3 separate regions of the Mus musculus genome follow, and regions 2 and 3 are each linked to region 1. Evidence: chromatin contacts called from public HiChIP or PLAC-seq and promoter capture Hi-C data. All regions are on one chromosome and are shown on one strand. Each heading gives the region's core, a stretch centred on a gene start, on an enhancer-like site or on the middle of the called end of the contact. The rest is flanking DNA. Distances are from core to core; before and after follow the strand shown.

Evidence for each region. HiChIP or PLAC-seq counts read pairs in DNA pulled down with a chosen protein or histone mark. Capture Hi-C pulls out chosen DNA fragments and counts their contacts.
Region 2: a contact with region 1 is called in a promoter capture Hi-C map of liver. The contact joins the promoter of Il4ra here to the promoter of Kdm8 in region 1. A contact is called at or near these places in 19 of 39 promoter capture datasets (the 3T3-L1 cell line, 3T3-L1-derived adipocytes, the C10 cell line and 13 more), 1 of 15 datasets of contacts at CTCF or cohesin (CD8 T cells), 8 of 484 Hi-C or Micro-C datasets (B cells, CD4 T cells, bone marrow-derived macrophages and 5 more), 14 of 115 datasets of contacts at active chromatin or transcription factors (the 230-238 cell line, CD8 T cells, bone marrow-derived dendritic cells and 8 more) and 4 of 9 other capture datasets (adipose tissue, liver, macrophages and 1 more).
Region 3: a contact with region 1 is called in a CTCF HiChIP or PLAC-seq map of CD8 T cells, with 5 read pairs. The contact joins the enhancer-like site here to the promoter of Kdm8 in region 1. A contact is called at or near these places in 1 of 39 promoter capture datasets (macrophages), 2 of 15 datasets of contacts at CTCF or cohesin (CD8 T cells and the G1E-ER4 cell line), 1 of 484 Hi-C or Micro-C datasets (CD8 central memory T cells), 1 of 115 datasets of contacts at active chromatin or transcription factors (CD8 T cells) and 1 of 9 other capture datasets (liver).

The regions. Positions count from the first base shown.
Region 1 is chr7:125,442,558-125,447,611 of GRCm38.p6, forward strand. It overlaps Kdm8 (lysine (K)-specific demethylase 8), which reads left to right and starts at 2,063. Exons shown (of 8, transcript NM_029842.5): 1 at 2,063-2,235.
Region 2 is chr7:125,549,822-125,554,875 of GRCm38.p6, forward strand. It overlaps Il4ra (interleukin 4 receptor, alpha), which reads left to right and starts at 2,450. Exons shown (of 11, transcript NM_001008700.4): 1 at 2,450-2,507.
Region 3 is chr7:125,508,835-125,513,888 of GRCm38.p6, forward strand. No RefSeq gene overlaps it. Among named protein-coding and RNA genes, the nearest start is that of Nsmce1, 20 kb to the left of the region's middle. Within about 2 kb of position 2,732, at least 40 of the 459 cell types and tissues checked have an H3K27ac peak or open chromatin away from gene starts, as enhancers often do. A contact at or near this core is called in CD8 T cells, CD8 central memory T cells and the G1E-ER4 cell line, where this site is marked.

The DNA.
Region 1 (5,054 bases), core at 813-3,312:
GGCCACAGACTGCTGCCTAAATCCCATCCCCGAACACTGTGCAAGAGGGTTTTTGTAACTGCAGTTTCTGGGTTCAAGTCTCCTTTGGCAATTGCTACGGGATCTGTTTGGACAACTCAGAAACTAACGTCCACCCTACCACAGTATCTCTGTAGCAAACTCTCTTCCACTGTCACATAAAGATCAAATTCTGACTTAGTAAAGAGAGCTTTAAATATATATATATATATATTCGAAAAGAGAAAAAAAAAAAGACCATAGCTTATCATTGTAGTAGAGAGCTTGTGGTCAGAAAGTCTGCAAGTGCCCTGAAGACTAAACAAGAAGAGCTGACAGAGAAGGGGCTGGGGGAAAGGACATATGGAAGTCAGAGGTCAATGGTGGGTATCTTCCCAAATTGCTCTCCATCTCATTTTCAGACAATGTTGATAAGCCACCACCACTGAAATGAGACAACTTAAGCCAGATTAGATTGTATTAAAGGCAGGTTTATTGGAAAAACTGTTCTTGGGTGGGCAAGCTCACTGGCCCCAAGTCCAGGGAAGTTGAGCCATGGGTAGTGGGCGGGGGGTTGTTACAGGGAGGGGAAGAGTGAAGGGAGGGAGGGAGAAAGAGAGAAAGGGGCCCCACACACAGAGTGAAGAGAGAGACCAAAATGTCTGGATTATATAGGGAAGAAGAGCTTCTGGGGGGAAGGGCAGTCCAGCCCCCACGCTAGAAAGTTCAGGGTTGGGAGCAGGGTATGCCAGGTAGGGACTGAGGGATTCTGGGAGAACCTGGAGGCCAGGTCTGCTTTGGTGTGTAAAATATGCACCCGAGTCCCTTGTCCTGGGGTTCAAAACCAAACAAGCATCTCTCACTGAACCTTGATCTCACTGACTCTGCTGGGCTGACAGGACAGAAACCCTGGGGACCCTCCTGTCTCTGCCTCCCCAGTTCTGGAACTGCAGGTGCTTGCCCCTGCACTTGACTTTTTACTGAGAATTTACAGCCAGGCCCTCACACTTGCAAAGCAAGCACTTAAACGACTGCTCATCTTCCCAGTTAGAGCTTTTCTTTCACAGGAAAGAAATCCAAAGCTAGAAAATTCAGGAAATAAAATAGAAGGGTGGCCTGCTAATATAGCAGGTCAGAGCTACTACACCCCGGGTGTCAGCCTGTGCACAGCTGCATGGGGACCAACATGCAGGCACCTAATTTGGCTGTCCAGCATTTTGTTGATAAGTGGGGACAAGTAGTTCGATTAATCACTTATTAAACCAAGCATGAGTTAGGTGTGGTGGCGCATGCCTTCAATCCCAGCACTCTGGAGGCAGAGGCAGACGGATTTCTGAGTTCGAGGCCAGCCTGGTCTATAAAGTGAGTTCCAAGACAGCCTGGGCTATACAGAGAAACCCTGTCTCACACACACACACACACACACACACACACACCCTAAAAACAAACAAACAAACAAACAAAAGACCAAGCATGGAACTTTGGAATGCTGGCCTGTCACAGAGAATGAAGGGATATCCTGGAGTTCTGTCTAAGTCCTATTGGAAGGATGTTTTCCTTGCAGAGACAGGCTGTGTGGAGTGGTGTGGCAGCAACCGATTCAGTGTTCCTGAGAAAACGAAAACTGAGGAGTGCCACATCCCGACTCAATCCCTGCTGACCAGTAGAAGTCACACTCCAAATCCAAGGCTAGCAGATCGCTGCAGGGAATCGTTTGCTGCTGCTGCTCCAGGCACCTCTGGAGTCAACCGGGAGAGAATGCTCGAAACTCAAAACTCGAACTGACTGCCACACCACTCCACATAGTCTGTCTCTGCAAAGAAACCATAGGCCAACTCACGGAAACCAGTCCTGCAAGCAGTACTTGTGGGCTCAAATTATATACGTGACTTCTAAAATCATGTGGCTATTTTTCTTCCACCTCGGCTTCCTACTCTGTAAAATAGGGAGAACTCATTATCTGAGTTGGAAGGATTGGGTAGTCGCAAGTGACAAACTGCTCTGCAAGGTATGACCCGGAAAAGAAAGCTCAAGCCTCCCAAGTCTTTGAACCGGAGGAGGGCGGGGCCTGGCATCGATTGCTCCGCGTTCCTCTAGGCACCCGTCGCGATCAGCCGAGTCAGAAGTGATCGATGCTCTCGGTGTAGTCGGTGATAAAGCCAGCCGAAGAATCTTCGCCCGGACGGAACCAGTCGTCGCCAGCAACGAGAGACACAAACAAGTCCAAGCGCCAGAGAGGTTAGTTGGAGCTCCAGGCAGCTGCAGTTGCTTAGACTTGCAGCCTGGCCGTGAAGGACGGATTGCGCAGGCGCCATGCTAAAGCCCGGCGCGGGCGAGCCGGGACGGTTTCACGCAGGCGCCTTGGGAGGCCTGGGAGCTGCTTGAAAAGCCGCGTGCGTAGTAGCTATCTGCTCCCCACAAACAGTTGAAGGAGCTGCTAGGGATGTCAAATAGCGCATGCGTGCAACTGTCGTGCCCTTCCCTTTTAGGCTTCGGTTAGTGGTTCAAGTGTGAGGATAGGTTTAGTGGCGAGACCGGCCCACATAACCACGCCTGCGCCGTCTGTCCGGAAGGCATGGCTGCGGCCACTGCTACCTGTTTCCAATCTCCATCCTCGAACCCGTTCGCCCAAGTCCGCCTGTCCCCCGTAAGCGGACAGAGGTCCACAGCAACAACCAAAGACTTCCTGGGAGTCGGGGCGTCTTCTCTTAGGCCACTTAGCCAGCCCTCCAATCCAGACTGTCCAGAAGGGCGTGAGCAGCCGGGTACTTTGAGAGAAGGACTGCACGTGCTTTCCCTAGACTGTTGTTCATGCTAAGGCATCCAGCATCCCGCTTAGCAACCAAAACCGGTTTCTGTAATGCATCCCCAAAAAGTGCACTTAGGAAGCGAGGCTTGATTCCGTTCGGCCCCGTTTTTGGCTCCTTTGGTTTTGGTGTGAGCAGCTTAGTTCACTTAGGAAGCCCAGATAGAACCACACAGATTAGATCCTGCACCCTTTGGGTGACATCCTTTCGCAAAAAGCGTCGTTTTGTACACCAACAAATGGGCCTTTATTTAAAGACCTTTTAGAATTAAGGCTACAGAGAAACGTTTTGTGCAACCCGCACCTGGCCATTACTTGAAAGCAGTGCCTTTTGCCTGACACGTGAATGTAGAATACCAGAAGGCCACCTTGCAAGCAAAGACACAGCCCCTACCAACTTCAAAAGCAAAGCAATGGCCGGCAAGATGTCTTTAAGGCCTATTAACTGTTGCACTGTGGGAGAGAAACTTATACTGGAACATATGAGGCCATTGAGGCTGGTACATGTGGCCTGTGTTTGGGTGATTGTGGGTGTCATTTTACCAACAATAACCCCCGGTTTTGTTTGTCTAGGCTCTTAAATTTATAGTCTCCTGGTTTAGGTGGTGAATTCCACAGTTAGGCCATCTATACCTGACTATTGGAAGCCTATTTATACATCTCACAATAAACTTTTATATGGTACTCTGGGAAGCCAATTTAGAGGCTAGTGTGGGTACACTGTTAAAGACTGGTTTATAAACCAACAGTTGCTCCCTTCTGTGGCAGGCCTTTTGGTTAATACTGCCTTTTCTAAGAGGCAATTCGGGGAGAGGGTATAGGAAGCCAGGCCATACTTATAGCCAGGTTACAGGGCCACTTAGTCTGGTCCTATCTGTGTCAGACCGGGTTGTGTGGGAGCACTGGGGGGTTGACTTGAAACCTGGGCTTGAGGCCATAGAGAAAGGCAGTCCAGGCAGTATACACTGGAAGGCCTGTTCAAGCTTCTGGTTGTGTGAAGACTGTTGCTTTGGGCCCACATCAGACCAGCTCCTCTGGAAACATTCATGGAGCCTAGGATCCTACAGTGGACAACTGCTGAATCCTGGAGCTCTTATAAAGAAACCTTGACACATTGGCTGTAAAGCCAAGGCAAAATGTGCCTTCACCTGGCGCATGGATTGTACCTGTTAGCTACTGTCTTAGTTAGGGTTTCCATTGCTGTGAAGAGACCATGACCAAGGCAACTTTTATAAAGGACAGCACTTGGGGCTGGTTTTACTTGGGGCTGGTTTACAGGTTCAGAGGTTCAGTCCATTATCATCATGGCCGGAAGCATGGTCGAATACAGACATACATGGTGCTGGAGGAGACAAGAGTTCTACATCTTCATCGAAAGGAAGCCAGGAACAAACTGTCTCCCACATGGCTGGGAGGAAGGTCTCAAAACCCACCCCCACAGTGACACACTTTCTCCAACAAGGCCACACCTCCTAATAGTGCCACTCCCTGGGCCAAGCATTTTCAAACCACCACAGCTATTACACCTGAGTTACCAAAAATATGTCAGTGTCAAGGAAGGAAAAGAACTTCCCCTTCCAGTCACTTAACCAAGAGTGAGTCCAGATCTGAGTTCTCTGTCATGCTCCCTGTGTCTTGTCCTCTGTCTGTCTGTTGCACTAGTCTGGATCAGTGCCGTCCTGAAGGCCGTCTATTGAATTGTTTTAGCCCTGTGTCTGACTGTTCTATGCGTGCCTGTCTGTCTTGTATGTGACTGCCTCTGTCTCTGGGTGTGTTGTGTGACTATCCATCCCTCACAAAGGGCTTCACTCTGTATTTCTTGAACAGTACAGAAAGCATCACAAGGGCAAGGAATAGGATACTTTATAGGCATCTTTAATGGACACCGGCTCCCATTGACCTAGACAGTAACAGTCACTGTGTTTCAACCCGTATCCACAAATGCTGCTTTCAGCTCTTACGGTAGATTGGAGGAGGTTACTTTGAACTTTCAGCAAATGATTCAGTGGCATCATCCGATTCAGAGGCATGAAGGAGTACATGACTTAATATGATAGCTCTGCATTAGCCTAGGTTGTAAAAGTTGAATTCACGGGAAACCCTATACAAGTAAAGTTGATTAATATAGTCTTCTCTTAAAGGCAGGTTAAACAGCTTGAGTACACAGTAGCATGACAGCCTTAATACAGGGTGTATTATTAACTTTGGCTGTGAGGTCAAAATTCCAGTCATTTAGAATATGAGATGTTTA
Region 2 (5,054 bases), core at 1,200-3,699, 110 kb after region 1:
AGGCAGCAGCTAACACAGACTCATAACTGCTCCAAGTGTGAGCATAAATGACTGTCCAGGGCTCAGCCCTAAGCAGGTCATCTCTGTCCCCACCCCCAAGCCTGGCAGAACACTGGGGAAGAGGATCTGGAAAGACCTTAAGAGCCGGAGGTTGGGTGCTGTGAAACGCTGTGTTCTGGACAGGACATGGCCGCTGCACTCAGGGATTACAGCAGGCATGGTTGAGCTTTACAGGGATGGACCCTTCATACATTCCACAGCAGAGGGAAGCAGAGGCCTGGGAGACCTGAGGGGCCATCGGCAGTTAAAGGCCACCAGAGGACACTTGTTGTGGATGACCTTGAACTTCATCTGCCTCCGTTTTCCCTCCATCTTCGATCCTGTACCGGTATTACATGAATGTGTCACCCCACTGAGATCATGTAGTGCTGGAGATTGGACTCCGGGTCTCACACACACTAGTCAGGAATTCTGGTAGTAGTCTGAACTACTTCCCCTCCCTCATCTTGGTTAAGACAGGGACATAGGCCTCACTGATTAGTTGGAGTTGGCTAGCTGGCAGGTCCCAGGGGTCTCTGCTTGCTCACTACTGGAGTTACAAGTATATGCTACTATGCCTGGCTTGTGTGGGGGATGTGTGTGTGTGTGTGTGTGTGTGTGTGTATGTGTGTGTGGTATATGAGCATGTCCGTGTATGCACTGGGTGTCCTGGTGTACCACTCTCCACCTTATTCCCTTGGGAAAGAGTATCTCACTGAGCTTGGGCTAGACTGGCAACGAGAAAGCCCCTGCAGTCCTCCTGTGTCCTTTTCCCAGAGTGCAGAATTACAGGCAAACCCAACTTTTTCCTCAGATGTTGGGGTCCAGGTTGGTGTAACAAGGGCTCTTATCTACTGTGTAGTCTTCCAAGCTCCACTCTCAGCTTTTTAACATGGGGACTGGGGTTCAAACTCGGGTCTACTGAGGGGACCCAACAGAGCTTTCCCCACAGCACTAATTATTCTATCACACTACATCTGTTTCAAAAATAGTCTACTCTTAAACACTGAGGTAAGCTCAAAGGCAGCTCCATCCGCTGTGCTGGAATGCGCTCCAAGCTTGGAAGGAGGCAAGCTCGGGAAGCCCTTAAACTGGAAGAAGAGCCTGGATTATCTGGGGCTCCCAGCCCACTCTTGGGCCAAACAGAGTGGTCACTTAGGAAGTCTGGGACTGTGGAGGGAATATAAGCTTCCTGCTATTGTCTGTCTTCTTGGCCAGTATCCTTGGCTCTGTCCTGACATCAACTTAGATACATAGAAAGGTTTTTTGAAAGAGGAGTGCTAAGAATTCCCATCATTGTGCCCCTGAACATTTTCAAATGCCTTCCCTGACCACATGTGTGCTGGCCTTCCTGCTGCTTTCCGGTCTGTCAGCACTGTCTAGATTCTGATTTCACAACCAGGCACGCAGGCTCCAGCCCAGCTGCTTTCTCGGCCTAGTTCTGCTGAGCTTCTCTGAGCACCTGAGCCAAGCAGGGCTGGTCCCAAGCACCATCACAGGCCAGCCTGTTTCTGTCACATATCGATGTATCTCACATAGTCCCCTCTCCCCTGGGCAAGGGTCATACAATCCAGTCACATGAAGACAAGTGGCCAGCCAGGAGGGATCAAAAGATGGCTTGCAGACTCAGAAGACAGCAAGATGTGGTGGCTTGTATCTGCAATCCTACTTGGGAGGCTGAGACAGGATTACTGTGACTTCAAGTTCAGACTGTGCTACAATATGACAGCCAAAGCTGTATAGCAAGATCCTGTCACAAGAAGCAAAAAACTAAGCCAACCCAATCCATAATGCTCAAAACAGGATGGCAAGCCCATGGGATGGCTTAGCTAGCAAAGGCAAGGCTGGTCACAGTTGCGCTGCTGTGGGCGAGAGAACAACTTCGTGATGTCAGTTCTTTCTTTTCACTTTTGCGTGGTTTCTAGGGATAGATCTTGCACTCTCAGGCTTGCGGGCCATCTCATCAACCCTTAAGCAAGTTTCCTAACAGATCCATGCCTCAGCTTCTTCATCTGAAAAGGGATAGTTGCGCATGACTCCCTCTTGGTAGTAGCAGCAAGGTTCCTGCCTGAACCTAGCAGGAGACACTCGCTCTTAATTGATGAGTTGTTTTGCTTTCTGGCACAGACGCTGAGTAAACATTGGGAAAATGAGCAACAGCCGCAAACACAAGCCAAGCTGGTCTGTAGGGAAAGGGCAAAGATTCGAGTCCCGCAGTCGTGGGACTTAAAAGCTGGAGCTCTGGACAGCTGCGGACGCGTGGGGTGGGGCATGCAAATAAGCCAGCGATCAGGCAAAGTCCGGAGGACTGCGGGTGAAAATGAGCTGGGTGAGGGGCGGGGCATGTAAATGACCGTGCACGGGGTGGGGCGTCGCATGTAAATAAGGGACACCAGGCGGCGTAGGAAGCGGGGCGAGGTCCTTCTCGCAGGAAAGCCCCGCGCGGCGCGTGGAGCCTGAACTCGCAGGTAGGAACGGGCGGTGGGGAAGCCTGGGGACCGGGCAGTGGTGGCTACAGAACCGATCTGGCCTGAAACCAGAGCCCGCGGAACCTGGGGTGGGCATGGGGCTGCTGGGCTCCTCGCTCAGCCAGGGTCGGCTGCCTTCGGGCGCGGGTCAAGCAAGTAGACAACTCACGCGCTAGAACTCAGGGAGCCTCGGCGGTCCGGTCCCCACAAAGACGTCCTAGGGATCTTTGTGTAGAAGCCCGGACTACCAGGCTCCTCCCAGGTTCCGGTTCAGTAACCCAGAAACCTGACTATTGTGGCAAACTGGACGTTGTATAAGCCAGCTAGTCTGTGATTCCGTCTGCCCCCAAGCCAGCACTCCTGGGTCCTGCCCTTCTCCAGCCCTTTGGGAGGTGTGAGGCTCAATGTGGCCTTCCTTCTACAGGTGGTCTTTTGAGAGTCTGGGGGCATTTGCTGGGACATTTGTCCCATCCTAAAGTCTTATGGGGAAACTGAGACTTGAGAATATGTTTGGCCAGAAGAGAGTAATGGGATTCCACAGTCCTGGTAAGGCCTCTAGGAATCAGCCAGGGAAGTCATGACCGCTTAAGGGGACATTGAGGCAGAGAGGGGAGGTGACCACTGTGTGTGTGTTCCCCAGCTCGTCTGTGCTCTGCTTGCTGTTTTAGGCTGTGCTCTCTGACTGAGGGATAGACACACAAGACAGGGAGTGTATTGGGCAAGCAGGGCACCTCTTCCTTGGGCAGTACAGCTCCTGAGTCAGTTTGGGGTGTGGGAGAACACTTTGGCAGGTCGAGAATCAGAGACAAGAGAAGGCATGCTGAACTGTGGGTACAGCATGGGCAAAAACTAGAAGGTGGGACGGCTCCGTGTGCCACCTCGCTGACATAAGAGGGGCTAGATATGTGGAAAGGGAGACAGCGCTGCAGGAGCCCCTGAATTCCTTGCTTTGAGGCTCAGGGAAGTCGTAGGAAGGATTCGTAGTCCTGGCCCTGCTCCTGGATCTTCAGGGTAAGGATGGGGAAACCCAAGTGAGTCGCCCAAATGATCACACACTGGTAATTGGGCAAGGTTGTGACCATCTGAGGGTTTGCAGTATTTGGGCTGTGCTGGGGTCTTAATACAGTGCCATCCCAGACTGGGGAGGGCCAGGTGGCCAGGGAGACTGTCCCTGAGGCAGGCACAATGACTGCCACAATCGGGGATGAAAGAAGAGAATGCTTGCATTCACCCACGCCACACCCTACTTTTCTGCCTTTGGGGGCTGGGGCTGGGACCTAGCTGGGGTACACACTCACACTTGGCATGTGTACAAAGGAGCTTGCCACGGTCCCCATGGCACAGGAGGCCCACATGGCAAGTGAGGCGTGGAGGTTGAAAGCCAGAGCTCCTGACCAAGCAAAGGCTTGATTTGTTCCTTGTGTGTTCCTTCATCAGAGACTGACAGAGGCAGGGGCACCACCGTGAGTGTGCCTGCCGTGACAGGACACTGTTGGGTATTCCTCGGGTTGAGCCTCTGAGACCAGCCTGGATGGAGACCAGCCTAGCTGTGTATGGCTGGATTCCCAGCTTCATGAGGCTTGCCTGGGTGGGCACAGACTCACAGTGACCCAGATTCAGACACCCAGCATGGATCAGAGTCCGTTGTTCCAGTTCTCAGAACCAGAGGCAGGGAATGGGGCTAGAACTGAAGATGGGAGGCAGGGGGGCAGATCTGCGTTCGGATCTGTTTGGATCTCAAGAAAAATCACTCCACATCCCCACACCTCCCGTTTGTCAGAGGTATCTGGGATGAAAATGTTCATGAAATGGCTTTTCTAAACCATTGCTCATGGACAGGCAAGGCAGTTGATTGTCTCCTCCCACTTAGGATGGCATTGCTTTGCCAAGCTGCCCCTAGCGCTTCTTGGCTCTGAGGGACGAGGAGTGCCAGGTGCTGTATCAGGCCAAAGATGAGGTGTTTGACAAAGTCCTTGTAGTTCAGACTCCCTGAGAGGAGAAGACTCTCACACCAGATTCACAGCCATGCTCCGCTGTCCCGAAGAGTAGACAGGGGTCATGCTGTAGACCACCCTTGCTGCTGACTGAAGGGTGATGCCAACCCAGATGGGTCATGAGTAGCATCCCGTACAGTGAGGTAAGATAGTGTGTCTAACCTTCTGGGGTCTCACAGGCACTACTGGTCAGCGACAGGACCAGGCAGGGGAGGAACAAAGGTCAGCAGGAGCCTCTTGGGGTGATGACACAGGGCTCCCCCCGCCCAGCCTGCGTTCAGTCTCTTGAGCACAGTCTTTCTAAGAAGCGCTGATGTCAAGCAGTTCTAAGTGCTGCCACCAGTGACTCACACTGCCGTTGGGGCCCACTGCCTCTTGGAGATGGCGAAGCTTAAAGTTGGGGGCCCAGCTGAGGGACTTCAGTTTCATGAGGTTCGTGGGAAGGTGGGGGGCTCTGGGACTGAGGCCCTCCAGTCCCCAGAAGTAGTTATAGAATGAAGGGCAATAATCATGTGTGTTGGGCGCCAACCAATAGGCCGGGGTCAAAACCCTG
Region 3 (5,054 bases), core at 1,482-3,981, 67 kb after region 1:
ATAACAATACTTCAGCCCCTTTAGAAGTGTTTTTATTGTTCAAATTGTTTTGGTTCCTTATGAATTTGTAGGATTTGGGGGGGGGGGATTGGTTTCTTTCTTTCTTTTCAGTTTCTGTAAAGAGTTGCATTGGAATTTTGATGGGGATTTCACTGAATCTGTAGATTGATTTTGGCAAAATGTCCGTTTTCACAATCTTAATCCTACTAGTCCATGAACCTAGGGTATCTTTCCATCTTTTGGTGCCTTCATTGTCCTTTCTTCAGTGTCTTAAAGTTTTTGTTGTACATTTTTCATTTCCTTGATACCTGCTGTCTTTGTTTGGACTTCTATCTGCTGTGATAAAACACCATGACCAAAGGCAACTTGAGGAGGAAAGGGTTTATTCAGCTTTCATTTCCACATCATAGCTCATCATTGAAGGAAGTCAGGACAGGAACTCAAATGCTTCTGGAGTCAGGAGCAGATGCAGAGGCCATGGAAGGGTGCTGCTCACTGGCTTGCTCTCACGACTTGTTCAGCCTGTTTTCTTGTAGACTCCAGGACCACCAGTCCTGGAATGGAAGCCCTCCCCCATCAATCATTAATTAAGAAAATACCTTACAGCTGAATCCTTTTTTCAATTGAGGTTCCCTCCTCTCAGATGACTTTAGCTTGTGTCAAGTTGGCATAAAACCAGGGTGCTTCCCAATTCTTATTGGCCGGAACTGAGTTGCTTCAGCAGCGCATGCTGTAGAGAAGCCAGGATAGTGACAGTTGATTTTAGGAATTCAATTAATTAAATTAAGAAATTCAGCGTGTGTGGGCAGATGTGCTGTGTGTGTTGAGAAGCTGTTTAAGAAGCTTCTAGTGGAGCCAGGCGTGGTGGCGCACGCCTTTAATCCCAGCACTCGGGAGGCAGAGGCAGGCGGATTTCTGAGTTCGAGGCCAGCCTGGTCTACAAAGTGAGTTCCAGGACAGCCAGGGCTACACAGAGAAACCCTGTCTGGGAAAAAAAAAAAAAAAAGAAGCTTCTAGTGTCTGAGTCTTCATGGGCTTGTGGAGGAAGACTCCTCTCAGTGTGTGTGGGCAGCATCCAGTCTCCTGGCGGCTGATGGGCCTCCACACTCTGTCTTCCTGACCTTGAATGGCCTAAGAACTCACAGAGACAGCATTCTGATCCTTAGGCCTTCAGAACAGGACAGGATATACTCAAGAGAGAGACTTTCAGACATGGGCTGAGCCAGTGTGTCAGCATCCTTCACACCTCTGTGACCAAATACCTAGACAGACATGTTAAGAAGGAAAAAGATTTGTCTGGTTCAGAGATTCAGGCATTTCTGCCCATGGTCCCTTAGCTCTGTTGCTCCTGGGCTGTGGCAAGGCAGAGCATCACTCTGAGAAACATACACAACACAGTGTTGCGAGGGTCCAGGAACAAGACATACCTTTCAAAGGGACACCCAAGGGCCCTTCCTCCAGCCAGATACCTCCTAATGGCCTGCTCAGTTAGGAACTGATCAATGGGTCAACAATCCATTGATTATGTCAGGATCTACTTACTTAATTTTTAAATTACTACAAACTTTTAAATTAAAATATAATCACATTAGTTCTCCCTTCCCTTTCCTCCAACAACTATGCCCCCCAACCCCTCACTCCCTCTCAAATTGGTGGAGCCTCTTTTCCTTTTATTATTTTTATGACTGTTACATGTATATATGCATAAATATGTGTATACAACTTGCTTGGCCCATTCAGTGTAGCTTGTGTGTAGATGATTTCAGGACTGACCACTTGGTATTGGATAACTAACTAGATGACCCATCCTTGGGAGAAGGTAGTTCTCCCCCTCTTGCACTCGGTTTCCTCTAGTTCTTTGTCTAGTGGTGGGACCCCATGAGATTGTCCCTCTCCGTGTTAGCATGTTGTTTTAGTTAGGGTTCCCATTCCTGTGAAATAACAGCATGACCAAGGCAACTCTTATAAAGGACAATATTTAACTGGGGCTGGCTTACACTTTCAGAGGTTCAATCCATTATCATCAAGGCGGGAGCATGGCAGCATCCAGGCAGGCATGGTGCTGGAGGAGCTAAGAGTTCCACATCTTCTTCCCAAGGCAAACAGGAGAAGACTAGCATCCTCAGGCAGTTAGGAGGAAGCACTCAAAGCCCAACCCCACAGTGACACACTTTCTTCAACAAGGTCACACCTACTCCAACAAGGCCACACCTTCTAATAGTGCCACTGCCTGGGCCAAGCATATTCAAACCACCACAAGCGTTGTCTGTAAGGAATCTATTCTCAGAAGCTCATCAGATGAGAGGCAAACCCTTAATGTAAGCCTTAGGAGATACCTGAGATTGCAAACACAGTACCAGTCACTCAGCATACTGACATCTCCAGCCTGCAGAGAGCGGCTGCATGAACTATCCTGTCTGTCATCATCATAAGAGCCAGTCTTGCAGCCATCCATGCTCACCATTTCTAGACAGGCATAGAGACACTTGGTGCTTTCTGTCTGGTGAACCCTAATGTCAGAGCCAGAACCCACCAGGAACGGTGAACTGCCAGGCTCAAAGTCACTCTCTGAGCAGGCATCAAATAGCAAAGGAGATAGAAAGGAGAGAGATATTGTCAGGATCCGTAAAAAGTATATCTCAAGAAATGGAAAGTGACTGGGAGATGTCATTTCAGTCCTGTTGACACAGGTGTGAGAGCGGCAGGAAGCGAAACAGGCCACTTGAAAGTGAAAATGAAGGCAGTGTGAAGGCGACAGGTCACACAGGTCATGGTGGTCACCAGAGAACAGGAAGAGAGAGAAAGAAGGCCAAAGTGACAAGTCACATTGGCTTGCCGCATTGGATACTGCCACCAGTCAGGAGGCTGAGCACACAGAAGGAGAAGTGAACCTGAGCACAGATAGTGACCTTGGCCAGGAGACAGCTGGAGGGAAATGTCCACAAGTCTGGGTCATAAAACTCTGGAATATGTGAACAAGTTCAGGCTAAAGCTAGCGTCCTGTACCCCCACAGAGTACTCCTCAGATCCTTAAAATGTATTTTAACACCACTTAGTCCATCAGTGGAATCACAAAACATCTGGGCTGGCTACCTGATAGACAAAGTCAGGGTGCTCGTGTTTTGGAGGCTGAAAGCCCAGAGCAAGGGGGCTCTATCAGCTCAGCATCTGGTGAGAGTCCTCTCCAACACGCCACAATATGGTGGGTGGCCACATGTGGGAACATGTGCAGGAGAGGGGAAGTCATGTGGCAAGATAGGAATCTAGAGTGACACAGAAGCCAGGCTCCCCACTTCCATGCCCCTCCCCTTTTTCCTCCCCTCCCCTCTTCTCTCTCTCAATTAAGGCTTTAAGCTAGACAAGCACTGGACTACATTCCCAGCCCTCAGTCTTTCTGAAAAGTATTTATTTTAAAGATTTGCTTTTTATGTGTGTGATTGTGATTGTCTCTGTGTGTGTCTATGTCTCTATGTGTGTGTGTGTGAGAGAGAGAGAGAGAGAGAGAGAGAGAGAGAAGGGGGGCAGATCTATACAGGTACCTGTGGGAGCCAGAAGATAGTACTGGATCCCTGGAGCTGGAGTTACAGGAGGTTGGTTCTGGGCCTCCTGATAATGGATGCTGGGAACCACACTGGAGTGCTCTGTGAGAGCAGCAGCCCATGGAGCCATCTCTCCAGCACCCTCATCTCTAACATACATTGTTCTTATAACCAGAGAGTTGCAAAAGAGCCAATGACCTAAAGCCCTCACATTAGTCGCCACCTCTTACAAGCCTCCTACTTTTCACATTACCCCATTGGGAACCAAATTTCCAACACATAAAGCTGTGTGTGTGTGTGTGTGTGTGTGTGTGTGTGTGTGTGTGTGTGTGCAGGTAGGTGTCTAAAAACAACTTGCAGGAGTCAGATGAATCAAACTTAGGTCATCTGACTTGGCAACAGTTGCTTTTTACCCACTTCAACACCTCAACAGCCCTGTTTTTTTTTGTTGTTGTTTTTTTTGTTTTTGTTTTTGTTTTGTTTTGTTTTGATTTGATTTGTTGGTTTTTAAGATTTAGTTATTTATTTTATTATATTTATTTTATTTTATTTTATTTTATTTTATGTATATGAGTACATTGTTTCTGTCTTCAGACACACCAGAAGAGGGCATCAGATCCCAATTTAGATGGTTGTAAGCCATCATGTGGTTGCTGGGAATTGAACTCAGGACCTCTGAAAGAGCAGTCAGTAGTCTTAACCACTGAGCCATCTCTCTAGCCCCCGCCCTGTATCATTCATATATATATCAGGGCTGAGGATGGAACCCAAGGTTTCATGCAGACTCAGCAAACACTCTACCACCAAGCTACACCCGATTCCTGTACTTTACTTTTGCATCTGTCTGCTCTTCCCTGAGTGGTGTGCCTGGAAGCAGAGGACGCTCTCTGAAGGGTCTTGGCTCTTAGCTCTCTTTTAACAGTGACTACCTGTAAATGTCCACAGTAATACATTCACTAGAACCAGAATATCCAACTTAAAGTCCACCTTCATAGTGAAGATATTTCAGACCTGATATGACAAAGTCTTGTAGAGTAGGAGGTCTTATGTTATGAAAACATTCAGCATGTGGACTTTACCCTTAGCTCTATCCTCATGGCTACAAGAAAAGAGGCCATAGCTCCAAGCTTCCTTCCTCTTTCCATGACAGTATTTAAAGTCTCTCTCCACTGGGCATGGTGGCACACACCTTTAATCCCAGCACTTGGGAGGCAGAGGCAGGCGGATTTCTGAGTTCGAAGCCAGCCAGTTCTACAAAGTGAGTTCCAGGACAGCCAGAGCTATACAGAGAAACCCTGTCTCGAAAAACAAAAAACAAAAAACAACAAAAAAACAAAAACAAAAAAAAATTTAAAAAATTAAATAAATAAAAAGAGAAAGTCTAAAAAAATAAAATAAAATAAAGTCTCTCTCCTCTCTCACCTTCCTCCCTCTCTCCCCCTTAATTGTAGAGAAAATCCTTTATAGACAAGTCCAACACACTCCTAGTCAAGTTCTTTTGCCTCAGGTTGAATT